Linked DNA regions of Mus musculus: all the other regions are linked to region 4. Evidence: chromatin contacts called from public Hi-C and HiCAR-type data. All regions are on one chromosome and are shown on one strand. Each heading gives the region's core, a stretch centred on a gene start, on an enhancer-like site or on the middle of the called end of the contact. The rest is flanking DNA. Distances are from core to core; before and after follow the strand shown. Region 1 overlaps Opcml (opioid binding protein/cell adhesion molecule-like). Region 2 has its middle 120 kb from the start of Gm39314. Region 3 has its middle 66 kb from the start of Gm39314. Region 4 has its middle 17 kb from the start of Spata19.

Region 1 (3,004 bases), core at 446-2,945, 510 kb after region 4:
TCTTTATTACTTCTTCACCGTCAGCACATCTTTCCTTGGCCTATCTCTGCCCATCTTCTGTTTACAGATAAATGATGAAGGCCTACCCACATGTTCTCAGAGTACAGGACATTTCTCATGATTATGGGACTCACATAGTGTGATGTTTTCTGTCTCTCTGACTAGACTGTCAAGCCCTGTAGGCAAGAAACATTTTTTTGGAAGATTAACTCATTCTATTTTATGTGAGTATTTTGCCTGCATGTATGTATATTCAGTACATATGTGCATGGTACCCAGTTGCATCTCTTAGAAATGGAGTTACAAATGGTTTTGAACCATCATGTTGGAATTGAACCCAGGTCCTCTGAAAAAGCAACAAGTATTCTTAACCATTGAGCCATCTCTCCAGCCCCAAGACTTTATTTAGTGCCTATGGGGGCATACAGCTCTTATCTTTGATCTAGATGCTTAACTGATGACTAAGCCTTTAACTTAAACTATCATCCTTGTTTTGAGTGGAATTGAGTCTCTTACTATTGATATGATTCAGAGTAACTATCTGATATCTGAACTGTGATTTGTGGCCAGTAATTCAGATGGCAGAAAAATTCAGGCCAGCAAGATAACCCAGGTGGTTAAAACATTTGTTGCCAAGACTGATAACCTGAATTCAATCAACAGAATCCACATGGTGGAAGAAAGGAATTTATCCCCTTTGCCTTACATACTAGTAACATGGTGTATACACACACACACACACACACACACACACACACACACACACACACGCATGTGCACATGCTCACACACAAAATTAAAAATAAATAAATGAAAACCAATAGATTAGCAGATCTCAACTTGTGGGTCACAACCTCTTTAAGGGTTGCATAACAGATATCTTGCATATCAGATATTTACATTAAGGTTTGTAACAGTTGTAAACTTACAGTTATGAAATAGCAATGAAACAATTTTGTGGTTGGGGGTCATTGCAACATGAGGAGCTTTATTAAAGGGTTGCAATATTTGGAAGGTCAAGAGCCACTGGCAAAGATAATATATGTAAGAAAATGACTTCAAATATGGAGCTTAAAAGCAGATCTCAGCAGCAGGAATCATAATTGTGCTTAGATTAGATTAATTGTGCTTGTATTAGAGAAATTTCGTTGCTTGAATCTCCCATCCGGAGACAAGGTGTTTTTAGTTTCTAATCATGGATCAAATATTCTCGATGGTAATATCAGCATTCCTATCCCTCACTCCAAAGATTTTTCTCCACCACCTCCTAATCACATTCTTGCTTTGTCTGTTGAGTTTTCTGAACTCACCACTTAGGCCTGAAAGATCCCTGGCATGAGCCTGCAGAGCCCTGTTTTATGACCAAAGAGCCCTGGCTCCAGAACTGAGCTCTCTGTTGCTGCAAATGTGTCTACACCCCAGTTTCACCATCTGTGAAGCCGAGCTTGTGCTGCTTGCTGTTCTAGAGGGTCATTGCCTCCTTCTGTTGGCAATCTACATTCGTTCTGTTTGATCTTCCTGCTGTTTGTTTCTCTGTCCAAGGTATGTACCAGGGACATAGAGGGAGCCTGTAGCTGAGTAGGTGTGAAAAAAAAAAAAAATCAAACCTTAACAGAAGATAGGGAGTGGTTGGCAGAGATAGAGATGAAGTTATTCAATGGCAGAGAGGTGAATGCATTCAAGTTTGCAGCCCTCAGAGGCCATGATTACATTCTAGGATTGCAAACTGCCAGGCACACAGCAGGTGTTCAGCTTCTAGCAATACACCCACTCATGGAGCTGAAGAGGCTGGAGAAGTTCAGAGCTTTGTTTAGCTGGTGAAGCAATGATTCAGGGTGTTTCAGAATTATTACCTAGATTTCAGATCCTTGAGGGCCTGGTTCAGGAGGTCTGGGGAAAGATGAAAACTTTTATGTGTTTAAGAAGTGCCCCAAGCAATCTTGGTGGAATTTTCTGATCTGGCTCCCTTTCTCTGAGGTAATTTTCCGACCTGTGAAATCCTCTCCTGTGGGAGGCAATTAGAACCTTGAGAGATAGGGAGTGAAAAGTGGAAGACATCCAGAAATAAGCCTGGGCAGAGGTAGTTGTGACCATTTGTGTTCGAGAACTATTGTCTTCTGAGGTGGCGAACTAAACAAATGTGAGTTTCTGAACACTAGCACAGTCCCTGCATCTCTATTCCTGCATGGAGCACTGGAAGGTAGCAGGCTTCTATCACCTCCACCATTGCATGCTGGGACATACTCCCATCACGATGCTCTCTGAAGCACAAAATATGCATCTAATAGACTGTCATTTTTCAAGGGAGAAACTCACATGTAAGCACACGCATTGACCTTTATTGCTTTATATTGTGAAATACAATAGAATCTGAAGATTGACCACTCTAGTTAACCTTCAACTCCTAACTCTAGAGATTAAAATTGGACATTAATTCAAGCTTTGTCTTTTGATATTATCTCTAGGTGTTACTGTCTAGGCTACTAATAGAATACCCTAAAAAGTATTCTGGGATTATTCTTTGTGCAAGTCTCATCATTATAAGATGTATTTTGTATTATCCAAAGCAGTCTTTGCTGTTAGGCTTCAGCTCCTACCAAGAGGGGAGAAATACGTTTCTAAGCAGCTTGAAGATGAAGGCAAGTAGGAAGAGTCAGAGGAGGATAGAGTGTACTTCATTCCCCAGGCTGACTTTTGGAAATCATGGCTGGAAAACAACATTCCAGGTTCTCTTGCACCAGGTGATCACTGATGTATTTATGCCTCTGATTAATGAACTTTGCAAATTAACCTCCGCACTGCTCTGTAATTGCGATTAAGGTTTCAAAAAATCACTTAAGCGTATGTTTCCGCTACTTCAGACCCTATTCCAGCCGGATGGCCAGCTCCCTATGCTGATTTCCCAAAGATAATGCCAGTCTCCTGACCTCTGAATTTACAATTAATTACCGCATTCAGCACCTAAATTACCCCCATTCTTGGTGTGCCTGGCTTTATCTCTCTG
Region 2 (2,849 bases), core at 72-2,571, 260 kb after region 4:
TTTGTAACCAAATAATCTTACCTATCCATTTTCTTGTTTGCCTGCTTCTGATCATTTACTAGGGAGGTACTGATTCAAGACTGAGTATGTCCCGTGTGCTTGATAGAAACTGGAAATACAGCCGTGGTCAAGCTACACAGTGTCTCCATTCTAAAAAAAAAATTATCCAATGTAGGATGGATGAGAGGAATATACCATTATAATTTGTTATGACGAAGATCCTGTTATACTTAATGGAAGATGCACCCAGTGAAGACATTTAGAAAGGCCACTCAGAAAAAAAGCAGTTTGGAAGAAGTGAAATGTGTACTCGGGGTGAGCAGATAACAGAATTTTTTTCTGGTGAAGTGGACAAAAGGGTATTCTTAGGTAAGGAGGAGGGGATCTCAGAGTCCTGAAGGGAAGAGCGAGAATATGCTGTCCGGAAAGCAAATAAAGCTAGACTTTCATAGTATGCAGAACTCAACGATGGTGGGGTAGAACGGGGTGGAATATTGTTGCAAGTCGGGGAGATTAAGACTTTGTAGGGCCTGTTAAAGATTTGTTTTTATTATTATTATTTTTAAATTTCATCAGAGCTGTAACTCATTAAGGAGGTTTGCAAACCAAAGTGCCAATTTAGCTTTGCGACATGTCTGACTGTGGTGTAAAGAATGTCTTGGAAAAGTACAGGTTGGCTTTGGGGAATCCTGGTATGGAAACTGAGGCTGGAGATGGCAATGGCTGAAGCCCAAAATTGAATCAATAAGGATGGAGAGAAGCTGGAAGGGGCCTTGGCTCTCAGAGAACACCCCCCCCCCTCTCTCTCTCAGGAGTTGGGTCACAGAGAGCAGAGGGCAGAGGACGAAGAAAGGCCATGCACTCTGAGCAACAGAGGAAGGTTGATAGATCTGGGGTGAAGTAGTGAGTGTACTCCCTCAGAGTGGCCTTTATGACCCCATAGTCTAAACATACTGGGACTTATGAATGGGATAATGTGTGAGGTTAGAGATGATGAAAATGAATGTCTTCACGCTGCTGAGAACTAAGCTGGAAAGGACACAGAGAGTGAATGCCATGCTTGAGAAGAAAGCTTACAGTCCGCTTACTCTGGCCTTCTTACAACAAAAGGAGACATAATGAGTCCTGGGTGGAGTTTTGCTAACTGGAGTTTATATCCTTCAGGGAAAAAAATGTTCTTAGCCATAGCAAAGCTGGCTGTGCACTCAGTAGTAAGAGCCCCTGGTGTGTGTGCTTCAGGGCTGTTTGTCTCACAAAGAGCTGGTGTGTGGAGTGTTTATACCGGCCCTACTTCAGCCCTGGCTGGTGGATAATTAATGAGTTTGTTTTTGAGTTGGTGAGTTGGAGCTGACGCGGTGCCTGAAGGTGTCTTTGTCTCAATCCCCTCCATCCATCTTTATCGGATTTGCCAGCTTCTCTCCTTCACCCTTTCCTTTATTTCTTATTGAGGGTGGCTGGGTCTGGAACTGCAGGCGTACCCAGGACAGCGAGGATAGTGGGATGTCCTCTGGGTGTGTGTCTGTGTCTTTTCTAGTGACTTTCGCCTATGCTTCTAACCCTGTCTGTACCTTCCTCTATTATATCTCTATCCAGCTGTGGAGAATTGGCTTTTAGATGTTTCCCAGGCTGATTTTATTTTCAGTAATGAGCTTAATTGGTTATTCACTTTCTCTTGCTCTTTTTGTCTGTGTTTTTCAAGTACTCGATGAAAGCCAGTGTTAGTGATTTTAGCTGGTCTCAGGTGAGACACAGATGAAATAATACCATCTCATAGCTATTCCTGTGCTTTCTCCTGCAGCCAAAGAACTTTCCTTTTTAACCACTAGATTCAACCCCAGTGTAATCTTCCCACCACAGTCCGCCACTGGCCCTTTCCTGTTCTATCATCATTCTTGGTTCCAGCCTGAATTTCCTGGGTGTCCACTTCCTTTGAGTCACTTCCTGGGTGTCCACTTCCATATTTAATCAGTGACCAGGTTTGGCACTGTTTCTGCTATAGATCCTTTATTGCTTTAGCCCTACATACACTCTCTGTGCCCTGTTTCAGCTATCACTTTGCAGTTTTTAAAAAACAATTGAATTAGAAATGTCAAAATTTATAGAGATAGGTATGAAGTTCTAGGCATTATCAACTTCCACCTGAATTATTCTAGCAATATGCTAACGGGAAGCTCTGCCTCCTCTTTGGCACATTTTGTACTTTTCTGGCTATATTTAGAAGATCTATAAATAAATAAGGAAAGAAAGAAGGAAGGAAGAAAGGAAGGAAAGAAGGCAGGAAGGAAGGAAGCAAGCAAGCAAGCAAACAAGCAAGCAAGCTGGACTATTTTGTTGCGTGTTTGAAAATTTTCTGTGGATTCTTACTATTCTCAAGTCTGGCCTTTTTGCCAAGAATCCATGATTAAAGTCCATCTGAATGTTCAGACCAAAATATTTGCATTCTTTCTTAAGTCACTTCTAGAACATCTTTGGTTTCCTGCTTCTTCCCTTCCTCCCTCCCTTCCCTCCTTCTCCCTCCCTTCCTCCCTCCTTCCTTCTTTTCTCCCTTCCTTCCTTTTTCTTGCATAAATTCTTCTTACTTGCGTTTAGTTTACATGCCGTACCATAAATCCCCTGGAAAGCTTCCCCCAGTCTCTTCCAGCCTGGACCATGTGCCCTCTCCATGGTCTCATAGCTCCCACCTTGCTGTTTACTACAAGGTGGGGTGATCTCAGTAAGCAATCATGTGCATCAGAGACTCTGGATTTTTAGGATAAAGACTGTATTATACTGACTATTGTTTCACTCTCAATGTCTAGTTAGGTGTATCAAGCGTTTAATTATTAGATGGCTACAGGCAACACTTTATT
Region 3 (2,732 bases), core at 115-2,614, 310 kb after region 4:
AGGAAAGGCTATGGCCAGAGGGTGCCTTACTCCTCAGTCATCTGACTTTGCCTCAAGATCATCTTGTTTGCCATGTTGCAGTCTCTTGGGATCACAAAAATAATCTAGCCTTTCCCTTCCCTTCTCCTATCATCTCTCTTCTCAAGGATCAGATATGCATCAAGGTATCAGACCTCTCCAACATTTTTCCTTCCCTCTGTGTCTTCCTTCATAACCTTTCCATATGAACTTCATGACTTTGACTTGGGGAACCCAAGTTACTATGAGGGCTATTACAAATATGTTTCACCCAACTGTCGAGCTTATGTATCCTGAGCATTTCTAAAGACAGGGAAATGGCTTTTGCCTGATTCTGTGAACCCAATGTGGCCCCTACCAGCCAGATTTTATCTATGTTATCTGGCTTTGCACATTTTCACCCAACAAGCATGGTCATGCTTTGAGTCTCTGAATTTCAGAATCAACTTGGACCATGTGACCATCAGTCCTCAACTATATGAGCATTTCTGTTTTACGAGTGCATAGATCCTTTGGGAAAGAACTTGGAGATCATTATGTCTCCATAATAGTGCAGCTAATTTATCACTCGGTGGGGTTGGGGCTGAAATTGGCCCAGAATGGAGAGCTGAGCAGGGTCTTGTGTGTTAGTGTGCTCACACTCTGCACCTGCTCCTCCCTTCTTGCTGCTTCCCTGAATATTAAGTAGCATCCTGTTGTGGCTCATCAATTTTATCCCTGGGCCCAATATAATCCCATAACTATCTTCATGATCTCCTGTGAGACTGGGTTCCTTGGCTGGCCCTCTGGCCTCTGAAGTCTTAATGAATTGTGGCAATTAAGCAGGGCCACCTGGCCTCTGTTGTCTGCTTTCCACCATCCAGCAGAAACTGTCCAGCTCAGGCCTGTCATGAAGCCTTCTGCCCTTGGCTTTGACCTGCAGAGGAAAGCACTCTGAACTTCTTGGTGATGTGAATCCAGTGCTTTCCTCTGACCTTACTAACCTGTCCCCAGAGCCTCCTCTGAGTCTCCTGGCTATCCCTAATGATAATGTATGTAAATTAGCAGGTCTACTTTCTAAAGTTTTTGTTTTTTGTTTTTTGTTTTTTTGTTTTTTTTAATTTCTTCATTCAGCAACTTTTAGAATCAAGTCAGATATCTCCAGTGCACAGAGAGCAATGTGCTGAGGACCAAGTCATGTGCTCCCAGTGTAGAGAGAGCAAGCCCCTCTTTCAGGTGCTTCTAAACAGTACCTCACAGATAGATGGTTCATTTCCTTCTTGTCCTGAGCAGGTGGCCCAAACCAAAGTATTTGCATTAGCAGACTCTCTAGAGGAGCCATGGCTCCCTGACAGCCTGTGCTGCTTCCCTGTTATGTAAGCCTTGTGTCATCCCTCTCCCTGCCAGACGGTCTCCACAAGCTCCTCGGTTTACCTCATGGGTGTTTCCACCAATAATCTTTTATATCTAATTCCATCTTGGCATCTTTCCCTTGCTTTGGGGACTTAGATTAAATTGTACAGACTTCTGCTATCTCACTGAATATGTTCAATGATTTCTTTTGTATTTATATTTTGTAAGCCTGTCTTTTAAAAAAGCTTTATAAATTTTATTATATATATATTTAAAAAACCCTTTGCAATTCCTAGTGGACTGCTGGCACCAGGGACACCCAACTCTGTCTGTATTCCTGGAGGCCTGCCAGCACCAGGAACAACCAGGCCTGCCAATATCTGGAATGACCAGGGATGACTTCACACCAGGTCCCGTACTCTCCAGATCCCCGTAGGCACACCCAGCAGAGGTAAACTGTGCCCTGTCCCCTGAACTCCATTTGCAACACACAATGCTGTCTGCATTCCTGGAGACCTGCCAGCATCAGGAACTTCCAGGTAAAATACCTGCCCTCCAAATGCCCTACTTGCCTAGTAACCCTAAAGCATACCCAACAACCATAGACTGCACCCACTCCCCTGCACTCCACTTTCTGGCCCACATCTATGCCTGTATCCTTGGTGGCCAGCCAGCACCAGGACACCAGATAGCTAAAGGCCAGAATAAGAACACAATCAATAAGATCCAGGGCACTACCAGAGCCAACTCTCTTACTACTGCAAGCCCTGGATATTCTAACACAGTCAATGCACAAGAAAATGACTTTAAATTCAATCTTACAAAGGTGATGGAGTCCTTTAAGGTAGAAATGAATAAATTTCTTAAAGAAATACAGGAAAACACAACCAAACTGGTAAAGGAAATGAATCAAACTATTCAAGACCTGAAAACAGAAACAGAGCATTTGAGAAAATACAAAATAAGGGAATCCTGGAGATGCAAAACCTAGGTAAGAGAGCAGGAACTCTAGACCCAGATGTCATCAGTTAAAGGAAGAAAGACTCTCGGGCATAGAAAATACTATAGAAGAAATTGATACATATGTCAAAGAAAATGTTAAATCTAAAAAGTTTTTGACAAAAATGATCCAGGAAATCTTGGCTACTATGAGAAGATCAAACATAAGAATAATAGTAATTGAATAAGAAGAAGAAGAGGAAAAGGAAGAAGAGGATGAAGAGGAGGAGGAAGAGGAGGAGGAGGAGGAAGAAGGAGAGGAAGAAGGAGAGGAAGAAGGAGAGGAAGAAGAAGAAGGAGAAGGAGAAGGAGAAGGAGAAGGAGAAGGAGAAGGAGAAGGAGAAGGAGAAGGAGAAGGAGAAGGAGAAGGAGAAGGAGAAGGA
Region 4 (3,086 bases), core at 279-2,778:
GTTTATGCCTTCACTCGTCACTTGCTGGTGTGTGTGTGTGTGTGTGTGTGTGTGTGTGTGTGTGTAGTTGGGCATGGAGGCCAGCATAATGAGTGTGGGATGGATTATGTGAGGAGGTTGCCGTGAGAGAAGGGACAGCCCAGAGAAAGGCAGGGCAGTGGCTTTATTTTGTAGGAAGGCTTTTAAGTAGCTGTGTACCTTCTAGCAGAGGTGTACATGCAAGGCCTTTTCCTGAGGGGGACTGTGTAGCGTGTGTGTACGCGAGCGAGAGCTCGCGCACGCACGCACGCGCGCACACACACACACACACACACACACACACACATATTGGCCCTGGAATCTCATCTGTCCCTTGGTACCTTGATCTTGAGGAGGTGTTCAACCTCACTGTGATCCAGGTTCACAGAGTCTTTTTGAAGTCCAAGGGCGGGAACCACTGTCAGTGGTACAGTAGGTGTCTGACACTTGGCAAACCTCAGGCCAGGCCAGCCACAGTGACTCCTAACCATATATGTTTAGGAAAGGGATTTGCACTGCACTTTCTAGCTGCAGTGGCTGCTGGCCATTGCTCCTCACGCCCATGAACCAATCGCATAAGCCTTGGGCAACGTGGGACAGTAACCTTGCCCTTCTGCAAGGGGATAGTTTCTGCTTTCCAGGCCCATAAAATTTCAGAATGAAGATCATGGTGGTCTTTAAGAGTAATAAAGAGCCACACATACCTAGGGGAAATAATCTCTAGGGGTAGGGATGGACTCAGAGGTACAGTGCTCGCCTAGTGTGTTGGCTGGCATCTGAAAGCCAGCGTGGCCAGGAACGGGACGCACTGGCTGGTTTTGTGTGTCCACTTGACACAAGCTGGAGTTGTCACAAAGAAAGGAGCCTCCTTGAGGAAATGCCTCCATGAGATCCAGCTGTAAGGCATTTTCTCAATTAGTGATCAAGGGGGAAAGGCCCAGCCCACTGTGGGTGGTGCCATCCCTGGGCTGGTAGTCTTGGATTCTATAAGAAAGCAAGCTGAGTAAGCCAGGGGAAGCAAGCCAGTAAGCAGCACCCTTCCATAGTCTCTGCATCATCTCCCGTCTCCAAGTTCCTGCCCTATGTGAGTTCCTGTCCTGACTTCCTTTGGTGATGAACAGCAATGTGGAAGTGTAAGCCAAACAAACTCTTTCCTAGGAACCCCAACTTTTTTCTTGGTCCTGATGCTTTGTGCAGGAATACAAACCATGAAAAGACAGAGGGTTTTCCTGGAAAAGGTACAGGAAGTGTCTCCTCTTCTTTGAGTCCAGCTTGTATGCTCCTGAAAGAGGTGCTGGGGGGACTGGCTGCTGTTTCTCCACCTTTCATAGTGGGAAGCTTGGCCTTCCTGGGTTTGTGTTCCAGTCCAAAGGATGTTGTCATGGCCGCATATGGCCAGCAGAGGGCGGTGTCGATCCAGGAGTGCCTTTGCCACACGTCCAACCCAGGGTGTAAATTGCTCAGATTTTCCCCCAACAAATAGATGGTACCCAAGCCACCAGCATGCTCTCATCTGTGTCCACAGCCAGCTCTGTCCTGCCTTTCCAGTGAGGGAAGTTCCTGTGCTTACTCAGGGTGTAGGAGGAGCAGCGACCAGCAGTCTTCTGCTTGCTGGCTCGGAGAGGCGCTCTGGCACAGGCATCTGCTCAGCTGGGCCCTGTGGGGAGCTGACTCCTGGGGGAATGAATTCACTGGCTGTTGTGCGCAGACTCAGGTTACAGCTGCGCGCTACTCTGGACTCGCCATTGGCATACCCAGCCAGGTGGGATTCCCAGAGAGGAGGTTGTGGGGAGGCATATTCTAGGGTTCAGGAACTTTGGGAACCTGTGTCTGTGTCTAGGTGGCCTTATTAGAATCTGGGGTGAAGTACTTTGAGACTTTGGCCTCCAACCCTGTGAGGAGGGGGTTTGGTGAAAATGCAGGGCACAACCTTGATTCATTGTGCTGTCAGGTTTGGGAGGGAGCCAGGGGCATTTTTTTTTTTTTTTCTTCATTCTCCTCTGTTAGGGTTAAAGCACATGATAGTGTTAAAACAGAAAGGTCTGGAGCACTGGGAAAGATAATTGTAAGAGAACTAGTGGGGGGATTAATCTGGTTTTAGTAGGCTTCTACTCCCACAGAGCCCCTCCTCTAGTATCTGGCTCTATTTCTCTTCCATAAACTTCTTGACTTTATGGATAGCTACACTTTAATATACATTCCAATATTTAATTCAGTTCAGTGTTAACAGACTGACACAATTTCTAGACCTTGGAGATATATATATATATATATATATATATATAGAGAGAGAGAGAGAGGGGGGGGGCAGCATCTTGGACCACAGCCGTAGGGCAGGGAAGGACCAATCCTAACCTCAAGGGAGATGGCACTGAAGATACTGGGCAAGGCTGGTTCTCTCTCTGGCATATACCAGCTCAATTGCACTTTTGTGCTTGCTGTAAGTAAATTTTGGCTGCTAGTGTTGTCTGTGTCCTTGTAGAAATTCTTCTCCTTCAGGAGTACAGGAACCAAGAGTGCTGCCACAGTTGGGATCAGAGGGCATTTGGAAGGATGTATTGCTCTATGGCACCTTTAACCCCTGAGCCCACAGGACAGTCCACTGCTTCTGATTCCCATCCCTCCATTCTTTCTGCCAGGGACCCTGGGTATTCTGCTGCATTGTGGTCCAGGAGAGTTAGCAAAGGGAGAGAACTACAAAGAAACACTGTGGATTTAACTCGGTCTAGAGGTGCCTTGTGAGCTTTCTGCTTGAGCCGATTCCAGCCTTCCCATCCCAACCCACTTGCCCATTCTCCATTGTTGAAAGCCTTTAGGTTTCCACCTTCTTTTCTTTCGTTCTTCCTCAAGGGAGTTGACTCTGCTCTCTGCTTCCTGCAGGATGGAGACCACACACACACACACACACACACACATCCATTCACATTGTAGACATATGCATAGCATGTATTTGTGCGCACACATTTCATTACACTAGGGATCTACTAACACCTTGTGGAGCGAAGGATACACAAAACATTTCCCCCTGACTTTGTACTACTCTGCTTCCTTAGGGCCATGGTCCTACA

Evidence for each region. Hi-C and Micro-C count contacts between places; a contact is called where the count stands out from the background. HiCAR-type assays count read pairs that join an accessible place to other places.
Region 1: a contact with region 4 is called in a Hi-C map of the N1E-115 cell line, with 8 times the contacts expected there. The contact joins two enhancer-like sites. A contact is called at or near these places in 2 of 15 datasets of contacts at CTCF or cohesin (large pre-B cells and pro-B cells), 4 of 484 Hi-C or Micro-C datasets (the G1E-ER4 cell line, the N1E-115 cell line, cortical neurons and 1 more) and 2 of 115 datasets of contacts at active chromatin or transcription factors (embryonic basal ganglia and oligodendrocyte precursor cells).
Region 2: a contact with region 4 is called in a HiCAR-type map of embryonic stem cells, with 5 times the contacts expected there. The contact joins two enhancer-like sites. A contact is called at or near these places in 2 of 484 Hi-C or Micro-C datasets (the N1E-115 cell line and cerebral cortex) and 2 of 115 datasets of contacts at active chromatin or transcription factors (embryonic midbrain and embryonic stem cells).
Region 3: a contact with region 4 is called in a Hi-C map of the N1E-115 cell line, with 6 times the contacts expected there. The contact joins two enhancer-like sites. A contact is called at or near these places in 6 of 15 datasets of contacts at CTCF or cohesin (the G1E-ER4 cell line, embryonic stem cells, large pre-B cells and 2 more), 69 of 484 Hi-C or Micro-C datasets (the BV-2 cell line, the C10 cell line, the G1E-ER4 cell line and 38 more) and 6 of 115 datasets of contacts at active chromatin or transcription factors (astrocytes, embryonic basal ganglia, embryonic stem cells and 2 more).

What each region holds. Positions count from the first base shown.
Region 1 is chr9:27,922,751-27,925,754 of GRCm38.p6, forward strand. All of the region lies in intron 1 of Opcml (opioid binding protein/cell adhesion molecule-like), which reads left to right. Among named protein-coding and RNA genes, the nearest start is that of Opcml, 130 kb to the left of the region's middle. Within about 2 kb of position 1,696, at least 9 of the 459 cell types and tissues checked have an H3K27ac peak or open chromatin away from gene starts, as enhancers often do. A contact at or near this core is called in the N1E-115 cell line, where this site is marked.
Region 2 is chr9:27,669,345-27,672,193 of GRCm38.p6, forward strand. No RefSeq gene overlaps it. Among named protein-coding and RNA genes, the nearest start is that of Gm39314, 120 kb to the right of the region's middle. Within about 2 kb of position 1,322, at least 7 of the 459 cell types and tissues checked have an H3K27ac peak or open chromatin away from gene starts, as enhancers often do.
Region 3 is chr9:27,723,392-27,726,123 of GRCm38.p6, forward strand. No RefSeq gene overlaps it. Among named protein-coding and RNA genes, the nearest start is that of Gm39314, 66 kb to the right of the region's middle. Within about 2 kb of position 1,365, at least 12 of the 459 cell types and tissues checked have an H3K27ac peak or open chromatin away from gene starts, as enhancers often do. A contact at or near this core is called in the N1E-115 cell line, where this site is marked.
Region 4 is chr9:27,412,698-27,415,783 of GRCm38.p6, forward strand. No RefSeq gene overlaps it. Among named protein-coding and RNA genes, the nearest start is that of Spata19, 17 kb to the left of the region's middle. Within about 2 kb of position 1,529, at least 66 of the 459 cell types and tissues checked have an H3K27ac peak or open chromatin away from gene starts, as enhancers often do. A contact at or near this core is called in the N1E-115 cell line, where this site is marked.